Linked DNA regions of Mus musculus: region 2 is linked to region 1. Evidence: chromatin contacts called from public HiChIP or PLAC-seq data. All regions are on one chromosome and are shown on one strand. Each heading gives the region's core, a stretch centred on a gene start, on an enhancer-like site or on the middle of the called end of the contact. The rest is flanking DNA. Distances are from core to core; before and after follow the strand shown.

The links. HiChIP or PLAC-seq counts read pairs in DNA pulled down with a chosen protein or histone mark.
Region 2: a contact with region 1 is called in an H3K27ac HiChIP or PLAC-seq map of microglia, with 5 times the contacts expected there. The contact joins two enhancer-like sites.

Annotation. Positions count from the first base shown.
Region 1 is chr16:91,845,245-91,853,202 of GRCm38.p6, reverse strand. It overlaps Itsn1 (intersectin 1 (SH3 domain protein 1A)), which reads right to left. Exons shown (of 39, transcript NM_010587.2): 20 at 4,234-4,481; 21 at 2,238-2,397. Among named protein-coding and RNA genes, the nearest start is that of Gm52262, 55 kb to the left of the region's middle. Within about 2 kb of position 5,137, at least 52 of the 459 cell types and tissues checked have an H3K27ac peak or open chromatin away from gene starts, as enhancers often do. A contact at or near this core is called in microglia, where this site is marked.
Region 2 is chr16:92,410,849-92,418,806 of GRCm38.p6, reverse strand. The region is part of intron 1 of Rcan1 (regulator of calcineurin 1); the gene reads left to right. Among named protein-coding and RNA genes, the nearest start is that of Gm41498, 32 kb to the left of the region's middle. Within about 2 kb of position 3,001, at least 68 of the 459 cell types and tissues checked have an H3K27ac peak or open chromatin away from gene starts, as enhancers often do. A contact at or near this core is called in microglia, where this site is marked.

The DNA.
Region 1 (7,958 bases), core at 3,888-6,387:
GAACTTTGTGTGCAAGGAACAGATAGAAACAGCCGCGTGTATCATTGGGTGGAGTGAAACACACTATACAAAACTTCTGCTTCCCAGCAGGACCAGAGAGAAAAGGCCAACCCCTGCCTCGGGACGCCAGGGACAGTTTCACAGGGGAGGAGGCACTTGAGCTGGGCCTTGAAGGGTTTGGAGAGCTAGGGAGGCAGAAGGGCGCTCCAGGCCAAAGGCACAGCACAGGCAAAGGCCCTGAGGTGGCACGCTGAGTGCACAGCACGTGGTCCAGGAGGAGGAGCAGGCTCCGGGGCTGTGGGCAGCCTCGGCTCAGGAAGGGGCGGAGCAGGAGACATGGCTGCAAAGGCAGGCGAGGCGCTTATTATCTGCTTCAGATCATGACAATGACTTAAAGAAATAAACAAACCAAGTCCCACTTCAATTTTCCATAAATGGATAAAGAACAAGAGTTAATGCCCAAGGACAACTGGTCTGTAGCTGCCTGCACTTGCCGGAGCATAACTGGCCAGTAGCTCCCATGAGTGTGCTCTTGACCCCTGACCCTTGCTCTGCGCGGACCCTTACCTCCTTATGCCTAGAACATGGACTCCTCCATTTTAGCCCTAGCATTGCTATTCTCTGTCCACCCCCCTCCCCCCAAGCCCCCCACCGCCCTGTCCGCAGAGATTATGCCTTGTCTAGCCTTTTCAACTAATTCAGGGACTTCCAGGCCAGACTGAAAGGGAAGCGACTTGCTCTGTGCCTCTACAGCTTTTGGGATGTGTCCCAACACCTTTCCTTTCTCTGGGTTGGGTTTCTGAAACAGCCTGAAGTCAGACAAGAACACTGGGGGTGAATCCCAGGCTCTCCACTTGCTAATTTCATGACACTTAAGCAACTGAGAGATTTTTCAGTTTCTACATCTACCAAAGAGATGGCACTCTCCTGAAGACAGTGATGTTCAGTAAAGACCTACACACAGCCTTTGCTGAAACTGCACTAACAGTTCAGAGGCTACAGTCCCAAGACCTCTGGTCTCCAGTGGACAGTACTGCTAGAGACCACTGAATTCAGTTTCCTAGGGAGCCCTCCCTCCTCCCCAGGCAGTTCCTAAGCCTATCTTCCAACAAGGTCGCGAGGGCTTGCTCATCACCCACAGACTGATGGTCACTTTGTCACTCTGTGTCAGTTCTCTCTGCCTCACAAACCAGCAGGCCTCTCAGGGCTCAGCTTCCTCTTACCCCACTGCCATCTGGACTGACCTCACTTCCAACCCCTTCAAGTCACCAAGGGAAGCATTCTCCTTATCCACAGGGGTCTCTTTGCCCTAAGTGGGTTTGGATGACGTGACCACTTCACTCTCCCCCAGGCTCTGGAACCCACTCTTGTCCCCACGCTTCTTGTGCCTCGCGTATAGTGCCTCCTTGGTCACTGTGCTTAAGTGTTGAGTCAGGCAGAGGAGAGGCGCTGCTGCTGAGTTGTCCTCCCACGCGCCCTCACTGCACACTCCTGGGCTCCTGCTGTCTCACGTGAGCCTCTGACCCGAGGGCCCGGGCCTGCTCCGTCTCCCCTCTTCTGTGGTGTGGACACAGGGACTCAGCGGGGTCTAGGCTTCCACACTGAGCACCCTCGGGAGCACTGCTGCTCAGCGGCTCTGATCTTCCTGCCGACCACTTCCTCACATGCCTGGAAGCTCCTCTAATCTAAGCATTTTCAGAACAGAAACTCCCCGTGATTTCCTGGGGCCTCCAGGACGGGCATTTGCTGTTTGTTTGATTGACTGATTTTATTCCTTTATTATCATTACATTAATTAAAGGAGAAATGTTCACAATAACAACCCCTGTGTTTTCAGAAACACTGTTCCTTAGCAGGCCTCCCCATTAGCCTGAAATCAGCCTTCCTTTTCCAGTACAGACTGATGGGGCAGCCAAATGGACTGGCTGTCCCAGAATTCTTGACACACTTCCTGGCTCTCCCCGTGTCAGTTTTCATACCTTTTTAATCTATCAACATTGCAGCTTTGATGACACTTTTTCAATGAAGCTATTCAGATAGACACAGGCAGGAGAGTTTAAGCCCTCTGAACTCTGGGAGGTTTATAATAAGTCTCAACTTTCTGAACTAGGTTCAGCCAGCCGACCCAGCCTCGTAGGAGGAGCCTGCTTGTAAATGACATTGCCAACAATGTCTGCTGGGACTGTTGGTGTGAACGTTAGGTGCAGATCACACTCAGTCTTCGCTAGCTGCCCCTACCTGGCCCAGGACGGGAGATGGGGAGGAGCCAGTGGCTGTGGCTGGGGTAAAGGCTGATCTCTGCCGTAACTGGCCAGCACTAGGTACGGTCAGAGAAGGCTGAGCCGCCCATGTATCCCAGTTGTCCGTTTCTGGCTTCTCGTTTGAGCTGCTGGGCCACCTGGAAGGAAAGGCACGCACCGTAAGCAGTAAGAACTTCTTAGTGTCGCGCATCGCGGGACACCCACAGCCACACAAAGAAGGTGGACTGCTTCACAGAGGAAACAAGACCAGCCCAAATGGTGGTGTCAGGCCTGGGCCTGGAGCCTAGCCCCATGCACAAAGCCCTAGACTCTGTCTCCAGCGACATGCATGGTAGGTGTGGCAGTGCACACCTGTAACTGTAGCAAGATCATGTGATGACTTTGAAGTTAGCCTGAGCTATAGGAGACTCCATTTCAACCAACAAGCACAGTACCAGCGCTGTAACCTAACTGGAACCTCTTTTTAGAATGTCAAGAGCTTTTTAAGCAAAGACCAAGGCAAGTAGGGGTGGTGCGACTGGAGCTCAGGCAGGCTGTCTCTGAAGCAGGCTCCCTCCACAGGGAGGAGTCTTGGGCACCTTCAACCTCAGTCTCAAAGTGCACTGAGAGACCTTGTGATTCCTTGAGCTCTCCCTTTCCACCACGTCTTCCTTCCTTGGTCATTACTCTACCCCCTCTGTTTGTTCCATCTGATCTTTCTCAGAAAACATGACTGGGCTCCTTGACTTCCATGTTTGTTTCTGAAAGATTATTTATTCAACTTGGAAAAAAAAAAAAAAAGAAAACCCTTCCCACTCATACACTCACTGCCCACAGATCAACATCTATTTGGACAGCTGCACGTGCAGGTCCTGGACCTACAAATGGAAGTCTAGGCGGTGGTAAGACACCAAAGCTTTTAAGTTCAGACTCCATTTTAGAGAACTTGACCTAAGTTTGAACTCGGATAAACTAACCTAGCATTAGTTTCCAAGTTACCCCCCCAACAAAATCTGAGCTCCAGTTTCTAGACTCACCCCAATAAGACCTGTGTCTCTAGGTTAATGTCCCCCATCAAATCCAGGTTATTTCCTCAACAAATCTGCACCCTTAGGCTGCAAGCCTGCCTCTGCCTCACAACCACCAATGCAGTGGGAGGCAGAAGTTAAGTTTATGGTTTGACTCCCAGCACCAGCCAAGAATGCTAAAGTATACCTCTCACCTGGGTGCTTGCCAGGCTAGAAACACACACACACACACACACACACACACACACACACACACACACACACACCTTCCCGCCGCTGGCTGCTTTCTATAAAACCTTGCCCCACAGATGGTCTAGGTTCCCCTCCACCAAAGCCGCCCTGCTTGTCAGCAGTGAGCTGAGCCTGAGCTGGAATAAGGTCCAGGTGTGACTGCATCACACTGACTTCTGACTGCTCTTCTGGAGTTTACTAACACTTCCTTGCCACTACAGTGGCTTCACCCATCAATTGCTTACATGCTGTTTGGCGAATGCCATTTCCTGATGACCAAGGACAGAGACCCTCAGAGTGGGCAAGTGGGAGGTACACTTCTCTACACAACACACTTGCTCAGCAGAAACTTTCTGTAGAAACAGCTTTCTGTCTTATTCCGAAACACATGACCGGTTGCAATTTTAGTTCCTGGCTAACAAAATAGCATCATTTCCTAGCCTGCAGGAAATTACTGAATTTTTTGCTGACGGACATGATTGTCAACACGAATTATTAGGAAGTTGTATTTCTCCATTTCTTCCCCCAAATGAAAAATACAGATAATGATGGAACAACTGTAGCTGGCTTCACTTTGCACCCTGGTAAATCTCTGTTTGGCAATGGTATTACTAAATCTAGTTGAGAAGCCAATAACCCTGTTGTCAGTAGGCCAGCTAGAGGAAGGGCCATGAACACACACCCTTTCAAAGAGGAACAACTCAAGACTGCCAAAGACAGCATATTAACACATACGTGGAACTGAAGTCTGCCCAGTTGTTGGGGGTTGTGGAGGGCTCAGAAGAGGTCACTGGCAAAGGAGCAGGGGTCTCACGCAGAGCCAGTTTGGGGGCAGGGGCAGATGTCAGATCGGTCACTGGTTTGGCTGGAGTGGGAACCTCATTTTCTGGAATCTTTTCTGCATAGTTTGCAGGGAACCATCCCGTCTTCCCTTTCAGCTCTCCTCCAAGCCATCCTGGCTCTCCAGTCTGGCTTTCATCCACCTGTGGGAAGTCACAATGTTTCATTTAAATGGAAACAACCAACTGCTGAACACACCAGTCACCCACGACAAAGCCACAGCCTCTGCCCCTGACTGACACATGGCACAGACAGTTCCCGTCTTAGTCTCAGTGCCCATGAAGTGGCAAGCTCCGTAAGCACGCGCGTTCCTACTGACTTTTCTCTCCTGAGCTCCTAATGGGATGAGCTGAAGCACCTCAGCTCAGGTCCTCAGGCATCTACCTCACAGCGTCCACCTGACAGGTCTCATTACTCAGGAAGTCATGCAATTCGTAAAGATAATTTGACTTGGTTTTTATTATTCCAAGCAAGGAGAGCAACCAACCAAAAGCATTCTAAAACCTTCACTATCTAAGCATTTATTCAATATAGAGACAAGGAGGATAAAACCAAAACAGCAGCCACTTAAGAGCTCCACAGATACAAGATGAGGAGATGAACACACAGCATATTCAGAGCTATCACTACTTTAATTCAGTCTCTCAGAGGCTATAATTTTAAAGTCCACAACATTCCACAAGAATAGAGCCTTCTGTTGAAAATGTTCCAAGGGGCCATCTGCTTTGCCGAGTGCAGCCAGTGCTTGTGTCCGTCCTTAGTTCTGCCCCAAAGGATGCATCCAAATGGGCCTCCATATCCTACTGATCCTACAGTTACCTCCCTGGCTTAGGAGCACCTGGAGGTGGCTCTGGAGGACAGAGCTCGCTCAGTCAGAAAGCTGGCTCCAATACTAGAGTCCAGTGAGTCCTATTCTTACGTCTATACATGTGACCTGTAGCTGAGGCCACTGACTTTTCAAACAACCACAGGAACAGGGCAGGTCTAAACATCTGAAGGGCAGCAGGTGCTCCTAACTGCTGGGCCATCTCTCTAAAAGTAACTTAAGGCTGAGGACAGGAAAGGCGGGCCCTCGGGTCATGTGCGGTCAAGGGCGCTGGCTTTGCTTTACAATTTGGTCACTGTTACTGACACTGATACTGGTGCAAGCACGCTTCCCAGTCAACTCCCTCCACTGTCTGCTTCTTCCCTTCGCCAGGCAGTGCCAGCTATTTATAAACTGCTGTGTTCTTCTGCTTGGATTCACTTTGGTGCTGCTCTGAACTCCTGGTTCATGCTTTCTGATGGCGTCATACCACACGCAACTGCTGGGCACTGGAAATGGCGGCTGCTATCCTCCTAAGCACTGAGTAGGTTGGTGGCCAGGCTCGCGACCTCCACCTTAGGACTAAAGTCAGGTGGGAGAGAGTCAGGAGTGTCTCTCAAACAACAAAGCACTGCTGAGTCTGATGAAAAACGGGGCTATGCGTGTAGAGTGCCTCGAATTTAATGCAGGATCTGTAGCTGTAACTGTACAAGGTGGGCAAGTTTAACTTCTGGATGCTGCAGTTTCTTTGTCTATAACATGCCTGTCTTTGTATGGATACATCTTTGTTGTTTTGTTTTCCAGACAGGATCTCTGTGTAGCCATGGCCGTCCTGGAACTCCCTCTGTAGACCAGGCTACCATGGAACTCAAGAAATCTGCCTGCCACTGCCTCCCAAATGCTGGGATTAAGATGTGTGTCACCACTCCTGGCTTCTGATAAGTCTTTGTAATCTGCCGGGCACAAATAAAAGTTTAAAACCACAATTTTATAAAAATCCAACTCTGACTAATACGGTGTTCTCACATCTAGACATTGGTTCTGGTACCTCATTTTAACCTAGTTTACTCTAAACAAGCTTTGGTTCTCTGCTCCGGATGCCTGTCACTTCTGGTTAATCTTGCCAGGGTCATCTCCTGTAGGAACCCATTTAGTATCTGATTACTGCTTTTCTGGAACATTCACTGCCTCAAATGATAACTGCTTGGTATTGCCACGACCTAGGATCTACTGTTATCTCTTTGCCTGGCTAATGAGACTCTGGGCAGACATAAGGAACCAGATCAGAAATCTCGAAGCAATGTCTGACCACACATCTCAAGGAGAGGTCTAGCCCCACCCCACCCAGCCTGCCAGCAGCAAGGACAGAAGTCACAGTGCACCTCCAAGTAGCGTCAAGAGCTAGAGGAGGGGCCCTGAGCTCAGATCCAGCGTCTCCAACAAGAGCTCCCATCTCCAAGGCAACGATGAAATCATCATGGGCTTCACTTTTAGCGGAGGAAACTTACTGCCCTCAGCAACGGCCCAGACATGGTCTCAGGAATGTGAACTTACTCTTGTGGGGTTAGCTCATTTTAACGACTATGATTAAGGACCACAGCAGGCAGCAGGAATTCATTCTTAACACTTAACCACTTGGAAAACAGAGCGTCAACATGAACACGAGACATTTCTTCTTGAGTTTGGAAAACTTTGCCAAAAATGCCAATCTAATTTTGGAAAAAATGTAAGTGTACAACAGGCTGAGTAGGTTAAGCACATACACTCTGTAACACGGCAAGCTATGACGGACTTTCAGACAGAGCATGCTCACCCACTGTGGCTTTTATGAGGGAGTCTCAGGCTTTTTAATGAACAAGCTTAGTCTTAGTTTAATTATCTAACTAGGTCTGTCCCATCAATCCCAGTTTCTCTGGGAGCAATTCTGATACAACATCATGGAATTGAAGCCCAGACCCTAGATTCTGTTGAGCTGGTTTACAAAACAGTACTAACTACACACTGAGTATCGTGCCTGCTGGGCGTGAAAGTCAGATGTGCAGAGCGGTCAGTTCAGATTGAAATCAGCTTGGTTAAAGCTTGGGTTCTAACAGGTCTATGGGCACTGACCGCCATTTCACTAGGAAGCTCTGGCTTTTCTTAAATTTCCAACTTGGTTCCCGGGGAGGTGCTATTACATTTGGCTCTTTAATGACCTCGACTGACATTCCTGTCATTCCCATGCACTACCGTCTTCTTCATCAGGGTGACATTACTGAGGGATGGAAGAGCCTTTAGGAGATGAAGCCCAGCGAGAGAGCTTTAGGCTTGGGGTATGATTTGAAGGCAGACTATGGGACTCTGGGTCCATTCTTCACCCTCTCCTACCCTGGGGTACATTATCCAGCCATCTCTTCAAACTCTTACTTTTTCCGAGACAGGGTTTCTCTGTGTAGCCCTGGCTGTCCTGGAACTCACTCTGTAGACCAGGCTGGCCTCCAACTCAGAAATCCGTCTGCCTCTGCCTCCCAACTGCTGGGATTAAAGGCGTGCGCCACCACTGCCTGGCTCTTATTATTATTTTTTTTAAACTTAAAAAATGTTGTGTGTCTACTTGAGCACAGGCATGCATGCACTCGTGTCCTTGGAGGCTAGGAGATGGTATCAGATCAGTTACAGGTGCTAAGAATTGCCTCTTTACCACTGAATTTGGGTCTTCTGGAAGAGGAGGGAGTGCTCTTAACTACTGAGCGGTTTCTCCGAGCCCTTAACTTCCATTTCTTCAATCGGCTTACAATAACTGGCAGCTTTCCATGCATCCTTCATCTGGGTAACC
Region 2 (7,958 bases), core at 1,752-4,251, 570 kb before region 1:
AAAGCAAGTCTCAAAAAAAGCCCAGCAGAGACTTTGTTCTCTGGTTAAGCCTCATGAAGAACATTTTTGAACAAGCCTAGCAAGCTTAGAAAGGAAAAATATAAAATATATGTTATTAAAGGGGCACCAGGAAGTGAAATGAAGCCGAATCCTGTGTTCTAGGAGATAACAGATTAAGGGACTTTGGGGCAAGATCCTACCCAGCTAAGTTTAGATCCAGGCATGGTGGTACACACCTTTAATTCCAGGAGACAGGCATGCAGATCTCTGAGTTCAAGGTCAGTCTACATAGCAAGATCCAGGACAGCCAAGCTTAGGCAGTGAAGGAGCTGGAAAAGAGGAAGCTGGTGATAATGTAATAGAACTAGGGGGCCATGTTCCAGCTCCTGCAAGCAGCAGAACTCAGCAGCCTCAGCCATGTTTCTCTGGCTTTATAGTCAAGAGGAGAAGGAGACTACTGGGACAATGCTGGTCAGCTGGAGCTAAGAAATAAGCAGTGATTAAGAAGAGACCAGCATCACTGAGGTAAAATCTTCTGGGAAGTGTTTTCTCAGAGCACAAAGAAGCTGTGTTCCAGAGATAGCCAAGGTTGTACCTCGTGCTGCAGCTGGACTTGGTAATGTGTAAGAGTCACCCAGGTAGTACTGGTTTTGAAGGCATGAAGGGGTCATGGAGAGCAGCCGAGGCTTGGCACTGGGAGAGACCATGGAAGGCCATTGGTGAAGATGCAGCCTCAGTTGCAGCTGACGGCCCAGGACTGAAGGGAACATGCAAAGGAGTTGAGGCTTGGTGCCATGAAGAGAGCCTATGAGAGGCTATTGGTGAAGCCTAGTTGCAGCAGAAGACCTGCAAGATGATCACCAAGAACAGCAGCAGCAGTGGAGTGGATCAACCTGAGCCATGAGTGCTACAGAGGACAGAGCTGAAGAAGTGACACCAGCCCTTTTGAGGAGCCCAGAAGATCATGTGTGGATCCCAGACATTGAACCAAGAAGTTGTAACACTGAAATTGCCTTGGAGACCCCAAGATGTTTGAGATGTCAGAGCTGTGGGCTATCTGCTGAGGAAAGCTGCTAACAGGAAATAGAACCGGCCCAGGAGAAAGAAGTTTGTTGCAGTCAACAAAGATGAAAAGGAGTTGGAGATCTGAAGACCTCCTTCAAATGAGTTTGGAGTTTGTCCATCTGGTTTCCTGTCTTGCTTTGGGGATTACAGTTAAGTGATTGGATGACTCTCAGAAAAGACTTTGAACTTTGGACTTTTAACATTGTTGAGACTGCTATAGACTGTGGGGACTTTGGAAGTTTTATACGTGTTATTTATTTGGTGTGTAAATGTGTGCTCTTGTCAGTTTATGTGCACCAATTGTGTGGAACCATACAAGGCCAGAAGAGGGATCCGTGCACACACCACACATACCACACCAATACAGCAACAATCATAAAACAGTATTTATGATCTCAAGCAATATGTCAGGCATTTGTCAGAATGTGAGGATATTGACTGTACTGTAACAGCATGTGTGTTATAGCTCAGTAAAGCTGTCAGAGTGCCTTGTATTTAGCTTGTTCAGGAGCTGCCTTCATGTTGGTGTCATGCCTCCTTTCAGCAGGTCAGAAAGATGGAGAAGAGAACTGCCATTTGACTAGAACGGAATCTCACTCCTCCAGCATAGAGCCAGCTTTCAAAGTCAGCCTCACAAGTGGCTTTGAAAGCAAAAACATATGCTGCAATTAAAAGACACTGAATGTCTTAATTCACTGCTTCTTAATGAGTCAAGAAAATGGGTTGGGAATTCATAGACCCTTAAACCCTGGTTTTAAAGCTGAGTGTCTGGGGGTTTCTTAACTCAGGCTCAGACAAACTACCATGGACTGGCGAGAGTGTCCTAGCTCAGGCTCTCACAAACTACCAGTGACAGTTGAAGCATCACAAAGCACCACGGACTGGGTGGCTTAACACAGAGGATTCCCATGTCCCATCCATGGCACTTCATCAAATCCAGTCCCTTCCTCAAGACCCCCCCCCCCAACTTCCATGATTATGGACAGCAGAATTCAGCCCATAGTGGTGGGGAAATTAATCTCTCACTTCCCTCCTATGTCATAGGTTGACTCTCCCTGTATCTCCTAGGGAGCAAGTGAGGGGAGAGAGAGGAGAGGCCGGCTGTGCTCTAGAGGGTGGCAGACCGAGAGACTCTGGCTCTGGTGGAGAAACCTGTTCTGGGGTGACAGATCACTGTCAGAGCCTGTGTGGTGGGAGTCCCTGGCCAGGTCCTCAGTAACCTGGTTCTGCTGGTGGTGGCAGCTGCTGTCTCATAGCACCTTGTGCCCTTTTGCAAGACTGTTGTTATTTCATCTTTGTCCGCACGTGTGTATGTGTGTGTGCATGTACAAACAGGTGTGCATATAGCATAGAACATGTCTAGAAGTCACTGGACAACTGTGGGGGTCAGGACTTGCTGTCTACTCTGCTTGAGACAGTCTCTTGCTCACCCCTGTGTCCCTCTAGGTTAGCTGCTTGTCAGCTTTCAGGGATTCTCGTGTCTCTGCCTCCCGTTTCTCCGTAAGAGAGCTGTGATTACAGATGAGCACAGCCATGTGTAGCTTTATGTGGGTTCCAGGGGTCCTGCATGTGTAACTAGTACTCTACCCAGTGAATCACTGCCCTGGCTCTTAGGGCCTGCAAAATCACTGTCTAGCTTACTGAGTGAGAGACCCCAGAATAGTATCGGAGCTGTGTCCTCATCAGGGACAGCCCGTCCCTCAGCCACTTCTCCTAAGTCACTTCATGACCAGTGACTGGCTCCACTGTTCTGTTTCCAGACGTGGTAATGGGTCAGCGGCCTCTGACCTTTTCTGTTTCCCCTCTCAGTGGGAAAAACATGTTCTCTTTCCACATCTGAAATAGAAACGAAATTTCTTGTAAAATATACATCTGTGGGAGGAACCCATTGCTATTCTAACCCTGCTTCCTCCTATTCTTGAGTTCCTGGTCTGCCGGCTGTTGCCTGTGACTTTCAACTTCCACTTTCCGAGTTGCAGTTGCAGCTAACTGCATGCCTAAGTGTGCTGGAGAGGGAAGCACTTGTTTTCAGGCTGCAGCTTTTGAGCTGCAGGTTTTCTTGTTGAGATTTGTTTGTTTGTTTGTTTGTTTTTTCATTGACTTCTAGAATAAACAGGAGGGTTGTTAGTACTCTAGTAATTTGGTGTGTTTTTTTTCCAAGTAATTTAATTATACCAGCAATTATTTGTCAGTTACAGCCTATTTAGTTTGGAAAAAAAAGTTTCTATACTATTTATTTAAACTAGCTTCTTTATTTTTTTTTTTAAATAAGGAGGAAACTGTCATCACACCATAAGATCAACTTTTTAAGGTCATTCCCTCTTAGCCAGTGTGTAGCGAGTTCTTGGCTGAGGAACGGACAGGAATAGAGAGCTTTTGTGAGATGGGGTTTTATTTAATGAGGGAGGGGAAACAAAAACAACAACAACACCGTATGGCCTGAAAAAATGTTGAATCTTCTGCTGCTGTTTTGTTCTGCAGAGACAGGGCCTCACGCCCGCCCTGTTATCTCCGGAAATCCCTCCTGTTAGCAGCCCTCAGCTGGTGGGAGAGCATTCTGTGTGTGTGAGCATTCTGTGTGTGTGAGCATTCTGTGTGTGTGAGCATTCTCTGTGTGTGTGAGCATTCTCTGTGTGTGAGCATTCTCTGTGTGTGTGAGCATTCTCTGTGTGTGAGCATTCTGTGTGTGTGAGCATTCTCTGTGTGTGAGCATTCTCTGTGTGTGTGAGCATTCTCTGTGTGTGTGAGCATTCTGTGTGTGTGAGCATTCTGTGTGTGTGAGCATTCTCTGTGTGTGAGCATTCTCTGTGTGTGTGAGCATTCTCTGTGTGTGAGCATTCTGTGTGTGTGAGCATTCTGTGTGTGAGCATTCTGTGTGTGTGAGCATTCTCTGTGTGTGAGCATTCTCTGTGTGTGTGAGCATTCTCTGTGTGTGAGCATTCTCTGTGTGTGAGCATTCTGTGTGTGTGAGCATTCTGTGTGTGTATGAGCATTCTGTGTGTGTGAGCATTCTGTGTGTGTGAGCATTCTGTGTGTGTGAGCATTCTGTGTGTGTGAGCATTCTCTGTGTATGAGCATTCTGTGTGTGTGAGCATTCTCTGTGTGTGTGAGCATTCTCTGTGTGTGAGCATTCTGTGTGTGTGAGCATTCTCTGTGTGTGAGCATTCTCTGTGTGTGTGAGCATTCTCTGTGTGTGAGCATTCTCTGTGTGTGAGCATTCTCTGTGTGTGTGAGCATTCTGTGTGTGTGAGCATTCTCTGTGTGTGAGAGCATTCTCTGTGTGTGAGCATTCTCTGTGTGTGTGAGCATTCTCTGTGTGTGAGCATTCTCTGTGTATGAGCATTCTCTGTGTGTGAGCATTCTCTCTGTGTGTGAGCATTCTCTGTGTATGAGCATTCTGTGTGTATGAGCATTCTCTGTGTGTGAGCATTCTCTGTGTGTGAGCATTCTCTGTGTGTGAGCATTCTGTGTGTATGAGCATTCTCTGTGTGTGAGCATTCTCTGTGTGTGAGAGCATTCTCTGTGTGTGAGCATTCTCTGTGTGTGTGAGCATTCTCTGTGTGTGAGCATTCTCTTTGTGTGAGCATTCTCTGTGTGTGTGAGCATTCTCTGTGTATGAGCATTCTCTGTGTGTGAGCATTCTCTGTGTGTGTGAGCATTCTGTGTGTGTGAGCATTCTGTGTGTGTGAGCATTCTCTGTGTGTGTGAGCATTCTCTGTGTGTGAGCATTCTCTGTGTGTGAGCATTCTCTCTGTGTGTGAGCATTCTGTGTGTATGAGCATTCTCTGTGTGTGAGCATTCTCTGTGTGTGTGAGCATTCTGTGTGTGTGAGCATTCTCTGTGTGTGAGCATTCTCTGTGTGTGTGAGCATTCTGTGTGTGTGAGCATTCTCTGTGTGTGTGAGCATTCTGTGTGTGTGAGCATTCTGTGTGTGTGAGTATTCTCTGTGTGTGAGTATTCTCTGTGTGTGAGCATTCTCTGTGTGTGTGAGGACTCACTTAAGACTGCCTGAAACCTTTCAGCATTTCTGCCTGCGTAATCCAACCCACCTTTTGAGTTGTGGGCAGGACAGGGATCTGCTTGGCACCTGTTTGAAGTGACACATTTCACAGGTGTTGTATATTAAAAGAGGCCGTTCTTACCTGCTGAATGAGAAATTAAGTGAGTGCATTTGGTGTGCCGGGGCTATTCTCGCATGGTAGGACAACCTGCTTAATTTTAGATCCCCGAGTTACTATTCTCTAAGGGTGCCCTCCCAGGAGATCTGGCAGTCTCCACGAGGCTTCAAACTTTCGGGAACAAGTAGAGGACAGTGGCTGGTGTTCAGGACAATCAAGAGAAGCCAGCAGAGCAAGAGCTGGGGGTGCAGGAAGAGGAGCCCAGAAGGCAAGTGACAAGGCCTCACAGACAGAGATCGTTTCATCTGCAGTGCTGAGGGAAAACAGGGCTCTCAGACTCTTAGGACACTGGGTCTTCCTACCTGGTGAGCTCCTCCTCCCCAGACACACGCAGCAAGCATGTCTCAGTGCCTGCTCTTGCCTCTCTGGGGCCCACCATATGCTGCCCCCTTTCTGAATGGCCTCCTTAGATTGGGGGCAGTTCACTCTCCACAGGGACTAAGGCCCCGTCTACAACAGCACCATCCTTTATTAGCAGATGTCAAGTATTCAGAGCGCCCCGAGAGCTCTGAGAGACACCATGCAGGATCCTGCCTGCTGAGCTGCCCACTCTGCCTGGCTGTGGTCGGCCCACTGGGCAGGAAACAGCTGAAAGGATCTGTATCGGGCAGGACCTCCAAAGCCAAGTTCAGGAGGGACAAAGGGCAGGGAATGCGAGACAAAAACAGACAGAGGAAGAAGGGAAAGGGAACGAGGGAGAGGGCAGGGACAAAGGACTACCTCTGGATAGAGAGGACACAGACAGGGCCCATAGCAAATGACAGTTTACAAAGGTAAAAGGGGAAAGCCCACGTTAGGATGAGGAGTTTTAATTAGACATCTTAATTAGGTTGATTGCTGGACTTCAATACTTTGACAGCTGGACCTTAGTAGTTAGTTAGCTTAGTAGTTGGAAGGAGGAAGTGACCAAATAAGGGAATGGGCCTTAGGGACTAGCTTCAGGAGTGTTACCAGTGTTACCAGGGTTTAGCAAGGCAGGGGGAATGGGGAGGAGGGCAAGGCCTGCCAGAGCCGCGTTTGCCAGGCCTGCCATACTCAGGCCAGCCAACCTCTGATGCTGAGAGTCTGGTGCTGAGGGTGGGGATGAGCCTAGCCCGGCCGTGTGGCTCCGCCGTGACACTGCGCTTGTGTTTCCTGAGGGGACACATCCCTTCGAAGGCCTGTGTGGTGCTCAGCTGTAGCACACAGGGTGATGCTGTACCCGCCCGGCCCTTACCCGCGGCTGTCACCGTTAAGTTCTATAGGAAGTTCCAAAACCCTAAGACAGCACACAGCGTCCTCACTGACTTTCCTGACAGACCTTGGCGCTCCTGTGGGACCTCCCTCCTCTACCCACAGGAGGCCTTTGCCACCCCTTCCCAGTCACTCCAGCTGCTTACTGTTCCTAGCTGCCACACAGACTGTGACTCCAGCTGAAGTGGGCGCCTCCCCTCGGGTCAGCAGGCCCCTCCCACAAGGAAGAGGCTTAGAAACACTGACAGAAGGAATGCTAAAAAAAACAAAAACAAAAACAAAAAAGAACAAAAACTTACATCCAGAGATGAGGACCCCCTACGGTCCTTTCTCCCGCCCCCCCTTCATTTTAAACTTACATCATCTTCTACCTCAGCCAATCTTCAGGGTGCTCGGTGCTGCGGCACCAACTGTCCATCCTCTAAGCCCCGTCTCTTCTTTGTGGGTCAGTATTTTGGAGTCTACAGCAGCTGCACAGTTAGTTCATCCATCCCAGCATTCCAGAGACCCAGCCACCTCCTGGGTGCCCAGAAATGGCGAAGGTGTGAGCGTATGGGTGTTGGTTTTCCAGCCCTTGGGGAGTCACATGGACAGCCTGGGTTGTTAAAGGGACACACATGGTTCACATTGTCATTGTCATCTGGGCCAGAAGAAAAATGCAGTTCAGCAGCAGGCTCCCTCACATGAAGCGTCCAGGGCAGGCTTTCCAGCCAGAGTGGAGCTTCTAACTTCCTATTAAAGGACGAATGAACCAGGAAAGGGTGAGGGAGATGCTCCCAGGGGGGAGAGTTTGACTCAGAGCACCATACATGAAGACAGCCTTAGGGAACATCAGTGATCAAGGACAGTGTGGCCGGAGCTGGTCACAGGTGAGGCAGGACCCAAGCTGAGAGGTGGCTGGAGCTAGGACGTGGTCCAGAGACTGGAAACCACAGGTGGGCTTGTCATTCCTCACATCTCTTGTGGGGGTGTTCACGGGAGCTGGGCTGATGTTTTCAGGTTGTCCATGGTCATGCAAGTATATATGTGAGCACAGAAGTCAGCTTCAGTTTGGTCAGAATTGTACCAGATGGCTCATTCTCCACGCCAGCAGTGCTCCAGCGGGGCTCCAGCGGGGCTCCAGCGGGGCTCCAGCTTGCACAGTGCTGGTCACCTGGAAGGCTTGTTAAACACTTTGCAAATCAGTAGCCATGTATGTCTGTTTCTGTCGCTGTGGAACAAGTTACAGCAGATGCGTGGTTTGCCCCATCAGGGTCTGACAGGTCTGGAGGTGGGAAGACCAGGCACGCTCATGAGGTGTTCTCACTCTTAGAGGCTGGAAACAGGGTCCCGGCTGGTCTGCACGGCTGTCGGGAATCTGTGAAGGGGACTCTACTTCTCAGCCTGCTCAGATTCTTCTCCCTGAGGTGGGCCTTGCTCCTCAGGGCGCTTGCCTTCCTTGCCAGCAGACTCCTCCATTGTCAGAGTCAGCATCAGAGAATG